2 separate regions of the Cyprinus carpio genome follow, and region 2 is linked to region 1. The links are chromatin contacts, called in public Hi-C maps. All regions are on one chromosome and are shown on one strand. The core of a region is the stretch at or near the end of the contact, and the rest is flanking DNA. Distances in the headings are between cores, read along the strand shown.

Region 1 (5,508 bases), core at 1,149-3,648:
CTTGTATTAAAACTTGTCACTTATTTTAATATATATGTAATTGCACATTTGTAATGATGAAGTTGCCATTTAATACATTTATAACATGTTACATGTAGTATCAAATAACACACCACAGTTTAAATTATAATCAAGTACTTTGCATGTGCTTTAGTATGTTAGTCAGCACAACATAGTGTGTACTTCCTTAAAGCAAGACAAAGTAGTATTAAATGTAATGAATCGGTCAGTGCCAATAGCCTTGTGGGCAGCTTGCAGCCATTGCGCTACAGGTGTCCCGAGTTCAAATCCCGGCTCATGGACCTCTGTCCCACTTTGATTCCTGTCATTACTACCGTCCTGTCAGAATAAATAACTTCTTATTTACAAAACCTAAAATAAAAGAAAAATGTAAAGCTTTTGTAGGTGGTTTACAGGGAGTTGTTAGTTTATTACTTAGAGGTTTCTAAGGTGTTCTAGAAGGTTGCTAAGTTGCTTGCTTACTGTCCCAAGTATGTCCAAATTTGCCAAATATGATATTCTGGTCTCTAGATATGTCTCAGGTCCTTCAAAGTAAGTGTTTTATTTTCCACTAGGTAGCACCACCAGCAAGCTGCAAGATTTGAGGTATCATTTATGTCTGTAGCCCAAAAAATGCAGGATGAGTTAAGTTTATTACCTAGATTTTGTGGTTTGTTCAAATCATTTACCATAAGTACGAGCAAATATAGTGATCTTTGCCTTAGCAAACTCCACTAACAAGTGATGTACCAATCTGAATAATTTCATCTTGTGAAATAATAATTTTTTCCCTGTGTGGACAACTCTAGGTGTCCCAGTACTTGTCCTTGGGGTACACCCATCTGCTGTAGGGTGGTGGGCAGACAGGTCTAATAACACTTCTGTTCTCACATGTATCTTTGAGGATTAACCATCATTAGATCCTCAGACCAATATGTGCTCCCTGCACGGCAGGCCGACTGTATTCACTGTCCTTGTTTATACGCACAAACACACATCGTCCAATCACCTTCACAAGCTCACACAGGCCCCTCCCTCCCATCAGAACAGGCATGTATGGTCTGGCGGAGTCGGGTGTCCGCGGGTGTTGATTACTTCAGTGTGGAGTTTGCAAGCGATGCAAACCTTGTCTCTGCATCTCTTCTCTCTCTGTAACTGGACCCTTAGACCATCTGGCTCTTCCTGTTGCCCACTGCCTCCTCCATCTCAGCCCAGCCATATATATACACATCCAGTTCTTTCTCCCGCACACAGCCATATGGGAGTGTCTAATTTGAGTTTGGCCACTCTCCACCATTCCATACTTCACATTTCTTTACTAACCGCGCAGGCCGTGTATCTGTGTGTACAGCTTAGCTGCGACACTCATATTTGATCCTGTTCCTCAATTTGGCTTAATCAGAAACAATATCCTCTCTATGATAACTACTGTATGTCAGCACATAAAAAGAAGATCATCTCATAACATGTTGATTTTCTGATGCCAGCTTCATTATGATGCAGTCGATATGGGGGATTTATTATTGTATGGCTGTCTATAATGCTTGATTGTGATAAAACAGGTCAATCAAGAATCCTGTGATCATATATTTTTGTGTAATGACTGATGATGACCAAAAGCAAAACACCCAGTCAAATCCTCTCAGAACAGTAACATAAATGTTTTTACTGTCACTTTTTATGAATTCAATGCATTTGATGCTGAATATAAGTAATAATTTTTTTTTTAAATCTCACTGACCCCAAACTTTTGAATGGTAGTTTACATTCCAATATATATTGCTTGCAAGTAAAAATAAAAATAATAATCCCACATGCGCATTTTAAAATCTGTTCACGCTTGAAACTGTTTACACTTGAAACTTTTCACACTTGAAAAAGTGTGGATTGCAAATAATTTGCATTATTTTAAAAATGTCAGTGCTGTACTTTTTCCATAAACAACAAAAGTGCATGATGAACACTGGCTGTCGAGTTCACTGGCAATTGTTGTTAAAAGATATACATACAGATTTTTGCGTATCTTTTGAAGGATTAAAAGGATAAACAATGTCGTTTTTTTTTTTTCTCTCTCTTTTCACAGGCTTATTTGATCATATTTACCAAGGGGGGCAATAATTCTGACCCCAACTTTAAATATCCCCAAGTTTGCTAAACCAAAGTCTTAACTAGATTAACACACTTTATGTAGAAATGAAGAACAAAAAGTGTTTTTTATCTATGACTACCTCTCATCTCACCAAGGGCACCAATTAAGCTTCTGCTGCTGGTTCTTCAAACCCTGATTTCCCACGTTACTGCTGCCAGTTTCATGTCTCTCACAGCATTCTGGCTGACTCTACATTATCTCTTACAATCTCAGGATCATACCACAGTGTGCTAATTTAATGAATTAAATTGATGAAGTTAGTAACATAAAGGCTGCGAAACACAAGAAGGTTATTTTTTAGTGATATTTTGTTTTTTAATATTCAGAAGATGTGTGAGAAAATACTTGAACTAGGGTAAGTTTGTCCCGTTTAGTTACATTATCTATTTTGGCCCGTATGTTTTGATGTCTCAGCTTGAAGGTGGGTAAAAACTGAGAGACTGGCTGGTGCGATATAAAATGTATTTTTATTTTATGTGTGTTCGTTTGTGACACAGGTATGGGGGGTTGGCAGTGATGACCGGACTGTGTATTTTCGTCATGGCGTGACAGCCACAGAGGTCACTGGCAGGTCATGGGTGGCTGTGTCAGCTCAGCTCGATGGCGGTGAAAGCACAAATCATTCCAGGTAGCTGAAAAACACTGTACAGAGCAGTGATTCCTGACAAGGCATACTTAAATAGGTTTCAGAGAGGGTTTGGAAAGATTTTGATTTGTTACACCAATAAAACAGTATTTAAAGGAGATTTTAGAAGAAGATTTTAAAGTAGACATATTAGAGATGTCAAAGTTAAACAGTTAATTTACATTAAACAGCTTGTCAGTCTCAGTTTTACACTCTTGTTTTTTAACCCAATAAAAGCCTACTGCATCATATTTGATACATTGAGTTTCTAAGGCCTCTAAATTATCAATATGATCAAAACTATAAAACTACACATACACACACACACATATATACATATATATATAGATTCTTACACTGCTTCAGTTATTTTTCTCACTGTGAATCATGCAATAATATATGCAATAATAATGCTAAGTGATATCCAGAATAATATGGGTTAAAAGGACATTTCCGTTTTGTTGTCGATGAGGGGGCCCTTGAGTCTTATTGATGGGGCTGTTGGGCAACGCTAGTGCCTAAGATGTCATCTATTTCACGTTGCAGTTTCATGTCCATCCAGCAGATGGTGACTTGCCTGTCAGTCTTGTGAAAGGCTCTGTGTGTGTGTTTCCCAGTGTCTGTGTTCACAGTGATGCCAGTGTCTTCGCTGGTGAGGTCACTGCTCCTTCCCAGGGTTCCATTCTGGGGTGTGATGACACAGACATTCCAAAGCCGCATATCCCCAAGATCACGAGTGACAGCTTTATCTCTGCGCTGGTGTCTGATCGCTCCACTCCAACACACGACCTGCCCTCTGCGGCTCACCCCAGTGTACCTGAGGAAAACCAGGTGACGAGCCAAGAGTCCGATTCCTCTATCCTGATCCCGAGCAGCCCGTCCGATGGTAGCGAGACACCATGGAGCAATGTTGACCTGAAGGAGATGAAAGTCTCGGTTCCCAGCAGCGCCCGGAGCTCAGTGGCCACATACCCCATTGAGCTGCTGCAGAACACAGTAGCGCAGGAGGAGCTGCCGCCATGGGCCTGGGTCACCGGTGGAGGATTTGACATCGATTCCAGCTCACATCTCGACTGGTTTAACATCTCAGGTGCACACAGTTCATCATTTACTCACCCTCATGTCATTCCAATCCTGAATCATTTTCTTTCTATCACTGAAGGAACTTACTTGAAGCACTTATGTGTAATGCATTAGAAAAAGTATTCATAATGTACATTCTAATACAATATATAATTTCACAAATAATTGTAACCAAAGTTAAAATGCATTATGATATTTGGACTGTAACAATTAATAGACAAGTGGTTACAATTATTCATAAGAGCATAGTATGCATTATAAGGTGCATTAAAGGAGCTGTATGTAAGAAATCTATTTCAATTTATCATAAAATGGCTCTGATGTGTCACTAGACATGAAGAAATCATGTTCTTTTCAAATACTTATATCACTGACAACAGTAGTCCGGCCAGGATATTGTCATTTAAAAAGTGGACTTGCAGCCCTCAACTGATGTTGATGTTGTCATTTTGTGTTTTGGCCTGACGCGCCTCCCTCCACCTATCTACCAATCACGAAGTCAGTAGTGTTTCGGGATCCGTGTTGCCAGCTTTGCTGTAACCTGCCCTAACTCCAGTCGGATAAAAATGTCTAATGTTACTAAATCAAAAATACCTCGTTATAATTCAGAAATTCGTCGTGACAAAGTCCGAAATAAAACCAGATTTTGTATTGGAGATGCTTTTGAAAGATGGAGACGGCTGAAAACAGAGAAGAATTTGAACACAGACGCCAACGTTGCTAATTTTCTCCTGGACAGGTAAGATTCATCTATGCTTGGCTAACTTGTACTTGATGTCAATCAAAATTTCATATATTCATGACAGTCGAACAAAGTCATTTATGTTTGTGCAAAGTAACATAACGTTAGCTCACATGGACGTATGCTAACATTAGCAATGCATCACAGGAGCCCGTTTCTCTGTCATTATGCTGAGACGCTGAGGAAAACAACATTAGCACGCTCATTATGGCAATTTGAAACGTAATTGAGACAGTAGCCTAGACTAACAGTTACCGTTCTGTCTGTCACGTACGAGCATAAATCTTTACGATTATACTGTCACGTACGAGCATAAATCTTTACGATTATACTGTCACATACAAGCATACATCTTTACGATTATACTGTCACGTACGAGCATAAATCTTTACGATTATACTGTCACGTACGAGCATACATCTTTACGATTATACTGTCACGTACGAGCATAAATCTTTACGATTATACTGTCACATACGAGCATAAATCTTTACGATAATACTGTCACGTACGAGCATAAATCTTTACGATTATACTGTCACATACGAGCATAAATCTTTACGATTATACTGTCACATACGAGCATAAATCTTTACGATAATATTTAACTAATGACAATTAGTACATTTTTTAAATACATAATTACTTATCAAAATATCTCTCATGAAGCATAAACATAATAACTTACTGTGTACGTCTGTTCGTCATCTGGCAACCTCGAGTCAGGGGGTAGGGGGAGGGGATACAACGCTCTACAGTATTTTTATAGTGATTGCAGTACCAGTTTAGGCCAAAAAACTAAATAAATCTAATTTAAAAGACATAATTAATGCATTAAAATACTTCTATGGTGCATTATATATAAAGGCTTCAAGTCGAAATGTTTATCATAAAAGTAGTTAATACAAC
Region 2 (5,508 bases), core at 1,358-3,857, 78 kb after region 1:
TGACATCAGAGGGTCCGTTAGAATTTTTTGAAGCATCGAAAATACATTTTGGTCCAAAAATATCAAAAACTACGACTTTATTCAGCATTGACTTCTCTCCCGGGTCTGATATGAGCGCGCCGTTCACAGCACATCCGGTTCGCGAACGAATCACTCGATGTAACCGGATCTTCTTGAACCAGTTCACCAAATCGAACTGAATCGTTTGAAACGGTTCGCGTCAACAATAAGCATTAATCCACAAATGACTTAAGCTGTTAACTTTTTTAACATGGCTGACACTCCCTCTGAGTTCAAATAAACCAATATCCCGGAGTAATTCATTTACTCAAACAGTACACTGACTGAACCGAGCCAGATAACGAACGAAAAACATTGACTCGTTCTCGAGTCAAGAACCGGTTGCATCGGTTTTCGGATCACCGGTAGTGATGGGAAGTTCTGTTCTTCTCCGCGAACCGGTTCTTTCGGACAGTTCGATTCAATAAACTGGTTGCCGAAAACGGTTCACCAGTTATTTTGCACTCGACGTAATGACTTCATTGGCGATGATTGCCCTTGATTCAAGCCTTCGGTTTACCCGCGCTCATAACATTAGCACAGAATCGGTTCAGAATCAATCACCAAAAGAACCAGTTCGGTTCAGACGCGCTGTGTGTCAGTCTGCTTCACGCATGCGCAGTATCATCAGCTCCTCGGTTCTCGAATCGCACGCGTCCGACAGAAACGGTTCTTGACTCGAGAACGAGTCAATGTTTCGTTCGTTATCTGGCTCGGTTCAGTCAGTGTACTGTTTGAGTAAATGAATTACTCCGGGATATTGGTTTATTTGAAGCTCAGAGGGAGTGTCAGCCATGTTAAAAAAGTTAACAGCTTAAGTCATTTGTGGATTAATGCTTATTGTTGACGCGAACCGTTTCAAACGATTCAGTTCGATTTGGTGAACTGGTTCCAAGAAGATCCGGTTACATCGAGTGATTCGTTCGCGAACCGGATGTGCTGTGAATGGCGCGCTCATAACAGACCCGGGAGAGAAGTCAATGCGGAATAAAGTCGCAGTTTTTGATATTTTTGGACCAAAATGTATTTTCGATGCTTCAAAAAATTCTAACGGACCCTCTGATGTCACATGGACTACTTTGAAGATGTTTTTTATTACCTTTCTGGACGTGGACAGTATACCGTACATACATTCTCAATGGAGGGACAGAAAGCTCTCGGACTAAATCTAAAATATCTTATACTGTGTTCCGAAGATGAACGGAGGTCTCACGGGTTTGGAACGACATGAGGGTGAGTCATTCAGTAATTTTTCAATACAAAATATAAACAACCACAACTATAAGTATATATAAATACACACACATGTATTTTTTTACAAAATAAAAAATATTTTACTACTATGTATAAATAAAAAAAAAAAAAACACACAATCGTGTATATATTTAAGAAAAATATATTATGTTTATATATTTAATATATTTACATACAATTTATATGAATATAAATATATACACATAAATACATGTAAATATTTTCGAAACATGTGCTGCATGTGTGTGTCTTTATATATACATAATAAATATACACAGTACACACACATATATTATGTAAAAAAAAACTTCTATTTTGGATGCGATTAATCGCAATTAATTGTTTGACAGCACAGCACTAAATAACATAACATATAACATAACATAACACAACATAACATAACATAACAGTAAGTAAAAGATCATTAAATGTATTATTTTATGCCAATGTACACTATAAGTAATATTAACCTTTTTTCAACTGTGTATAAGGTGCAACGAGGCCTATATTCATCAATATAATAAAATACATAATATAATAAAATAAAATAAAATAAATATATCTTACATATAATTATGTACAAGTGTGTAATTAAAACCAGCTTCACAAAATATTTTAATATTACACAGTTCATAACCACAGAAATGACTTCAGTTAAACCCCAATAAATTGTGATAAATCCAAATACATAATATAATATAATATAATATAATATAATATAATATAATATAATATAATATAATATATATCTTCCATATAAATATGTACAAGTGTGTAATTACAAGCAGCTTCGCAAAATATTAAAATATTGGACGTAGTTCATTGGCATAGATATTACACAGTATCAAGAACACTGTAATATAAAGTGTGACCATGAATGCTGAATATATATAATGTTAAAACCAATATACTGAAAAATCCATATATACTATATCATAATCCATCTTGTATAAATGTATACAAGAGAGTAAACATACAAAACAGTTATATTTCCCAAATATGATATAATATAATATAATAAATATAATATAATGCAATATTGGATACAGTGCATAAAGTAAATACATAATATCATATACATAATTCCTTTACTTTGTTATATTTTGCTACAAATCTACAAAATTGTAAAATACAACTGAGCCAGTGCTGAATTAGCTAAAACAAGTCTTCACCAGAGGCTTCTGATATATATCCATTTTAAGCAAACCTAGAAAAAATGCTCATAAAACTCAAAACAGATCGCAGCCTCTGGCGTCACTGTGCGCGCGACCCGAGTTCTTTCATTCTCACCGGAAATGACGTAACACGGCCTCTTCTTCACTACTCGGCTGCTGTTAGCGGGCTGCTACTAGACGGACTGTCGAGAAATCGACAAATCCCGTCAAAACAAGCATATCTGGAGTGAGTTTGTCCCCCGTCATTATGCCCATGTACAAGGTAAAGCCCGTCAGTCCCGCTGACATCAAGATCGATGTGCCGTCGTGCATGTACAAGTCACCGAATGTCCACGCGCACGGAATGAACTGCGGAGAGCACGCGCTTCAGGTAATCAACATTACCGATATGACACGGCAGCACATCAGTTCAGAACATGAAATCGTAAAAATGTGTAAAATATGCAATGGGCACGTGCATGTCAGCTATGATTGACAGCTGCTGTACTTCGTGCTCTGGAATATGAGAGATCGGTCCTTCAGTGAGATTTCCTGGAATTACACTTTCACTTTAATACACTGCAGTTTACAACAAAGACTCCCTGAAATAATTAGGAAGGAGATGGATCATACTAGAAAGGATGATGATGATAATATGGTAAATTGATCTATTTATAGTTTATATTAGGGTCATCTTGCACATAGTTTAATGCAACTAAATGCTGTTTTGTACTGTACATGTCTATGTTTGGGAAGGTAGCCATGCAAATTGCATGTAAACGGTCTCTTCTCATCTGTATTCTCATCTGGTCTCAGAACGGGGAAGTGGATCCTTCTCTGAAGGCGCTGGAGGAGCGACAGGATGAAGTCCTGAGAAGACTGTATGAGCTGAAGGCAACGGTCGACGGGTTCGCAAAGACGGTGACCACTCCTGATGCAGACCTGGACGCCAGCACACCGTCACCCGGACCGGCTGAGTCTGTGTTCAAAGGAACGGCAGATCTAGACTCCCTGCTGGGCAAGGTGAGCCCTTACATGCGCCACCAGACATTTTAGATTAGGATGTTCCAACCCCTGTTCAGGTATTTAGGGACTTTTATAACTAAACCAGTGTAAACAAATCAGTCCGGTTACCCTAGTTGTTTCTGGTTGTGCTCCAGGACCTGGGTGCACTGAGAGACATCGTGATCAACGCCAACCCTGCCCGTCCTCCTCTGTCCCTGCTGGTCCTTCATGCTCTGCTGTGCCAGCGCTACCAGGTGCTCTCCAGTGTGCATGTGCACTCCTCAGTGAGCGCTGTGCCCCCTCCGCTGCTGTCCTGCCTGGGCCCGCGCCACATAGACAGCTACGCCCGCCAGCGCTTTCAGCTCGGCTTCACTCTCATATGGAAAGATGGTGAGAGGGTAAAGAGAGAGTGGTTCTCTTGTGTGACCGGAGTGTTACTGATCTGCTTAACACTCCTCTAGAGGATGTGTGAGGATGTCATGCTAAACGTGTAAGACTTTGAAAAGCTTTTGTGGAGGCGTCACTTCAGAATGTTTTTTGGTGTGCAGCGGGGTCTGCTTAACTTTTTAAAATTGCCATTTTTTTGGAACATCTCTAAGGCGACATCCCACATATTATAGTGTAGCAAAACCATCGTGAAATATCAATTCCGTTCAACCATTATAATCAAAACAGTGCACAGTAAATCTCTTATCCTGTGTTTATACTTTGTTGTTTTCATGACAGGATTCATTGAACTCCGTCGATAAGCTTGTGCTGCACAAAATAATTCCGGCTTTAATCTAAAAACATTTGATGACTTGCTATAATGCTCAGTTTTGCTCTGCAGAAACACATTGTTAATAAAAAACGTATGCACAAATGTCTGTACTCTGTACTGCTGGAAGACTGGTGTTGTTACATTTTTAAAATTGCGGTACAGAAGTACGGGTGCTTTCAGCAACACTAGATTGGATTGTGAATGGAGGGTGTTTATACCAGCCAGACCTGTTGGTTGTGGTGGATTACTCCTCTTGAAACTATTTTGGAACTAGTAGTTATATACTGTTATAAAGAAAGTAGATACAGTATTAACATTTGCATTAGCTCCAGATATTTCGATATACATGCTAATTATTGTATCATCCGTCTCCTTTCAGTGTCAGAGCTGCAGATGAAGTTCAGCACGCAGAGCATGTGCCCGATCGAGGGGGAGGCCAACGTCGCCCGCTTTCTCTTCCGTCTTCTGGGTGCCGAACCCCAGGACCCGGTCGCTGCCACACAGATGGACTGCTGGATCGACAAGGCAGTTTTCCAGCTGTCCGAGGGGGGCAGTAAAGATCGGGCGGCCGTGCTGAGGTCACTAAACGCGGCTCTGGGACGTTCACCGTGGCTTCTGGGTCAGGAGTTCTCTCTTGCAGACATCGTGTGTGCCTGCTTCGTCCTGCGGGCCGGTCAGACCACCTCTGCACCAGTTAACGTACAGCGCTGGCTCAAGTCCTGCCAGAACCTGGGCCACTTCGACTGCGTGTATCCATTCCTACAGTGACGAGAGCTGGGAGATCAGTGCAGGTCCTACTCTAGCTGTAAAGAGGAAACTGATACACCATAGAAATTTATATAATAAAAAAAGGGAAATGCATCATGACTTCAAAAACCAAACGCAACCTGTTCTACAAAACAAACACTGTTACATCCCAGAATCTGGTGTGAACTGAGCTCAGGTCTGTAACGTGAAATGTTTAGACGTGATGTCATGTTGATGTTTTAACTGGAGGCGATCCGAAACGGATCCCAGGCCAGGGACATAGATGCAAACACTCCCTCCCGCCTTGTGCCTAATAAAACATTGTACTAGAAGATGTTGTGTGTTGCTTTGACATAATCTTATCAGGTGTTTAATGAAGCCTTTGAAATTTGAACCCTAGGACCTACTGGTACGTGACGTGTGAGAGGTGATACTTTGTAGCGTCTTTTTCTTAAAACCTAATAAACATTTTCATTTCGGGTTAGACATTTACAGACTGATCCCCCCCCCCATCTAATACATGTATAA

The links. Hi-C and Micro-C count contacts between places; a contact is called where the count stands out from the background.
Region 2: a Hi-C map of skeletal muscle shows a contact between it and region 1, with 7 times the contacts expected there. The contact joins the promoter of LOC109097011 here to the enhancer-like site in region 1. A contact is called at or near these places in 2 of 8 Hi-C or Micro-C datasets (both in skeletal muscle).

Annotation. Positions count from the first base shown.
Region 1 is chrA3:32,015,378-32,020,885 of ASM1834038v1, forward strand. LOC109097016 (tectonin beta-propeller repeat-containing protein 1-like) reads left to right here. Exons shown (of 25, transcript XM_042730408.1): 9 at 2,647-2,777; 10 at 3,392-3,864. Among protein-coding and RNA genes, the nearest start is that of LOC109097016, 11 kb to the left of the region's middle. Within about 2 kb of position 2,399, at least 1 of the 8 cell types and tissues checked has an H3K27ac peak or open chromatin away from gene starts, as enhancers often do. A contact at or near this core is called in skeletal muscle, where this site is marked.
Region 2 is chrA3:32,093,530-32,099,037 of ASM1834038v1, forward strand. LOC109097011 (aminoacyl tRNA synthase complex-interacting multifunctional protein 2-like) reads left to right here and starts at 2,608. Exons shown (of 4, transcript XM_019110710.2): 1 at 2,608-2,859; 2 at 3,285-3,491; 3 at 3,629-3,863; 4 at 4,613-5,312. The coding sequence starts at 2,737. The coding sequence ends at 5,001.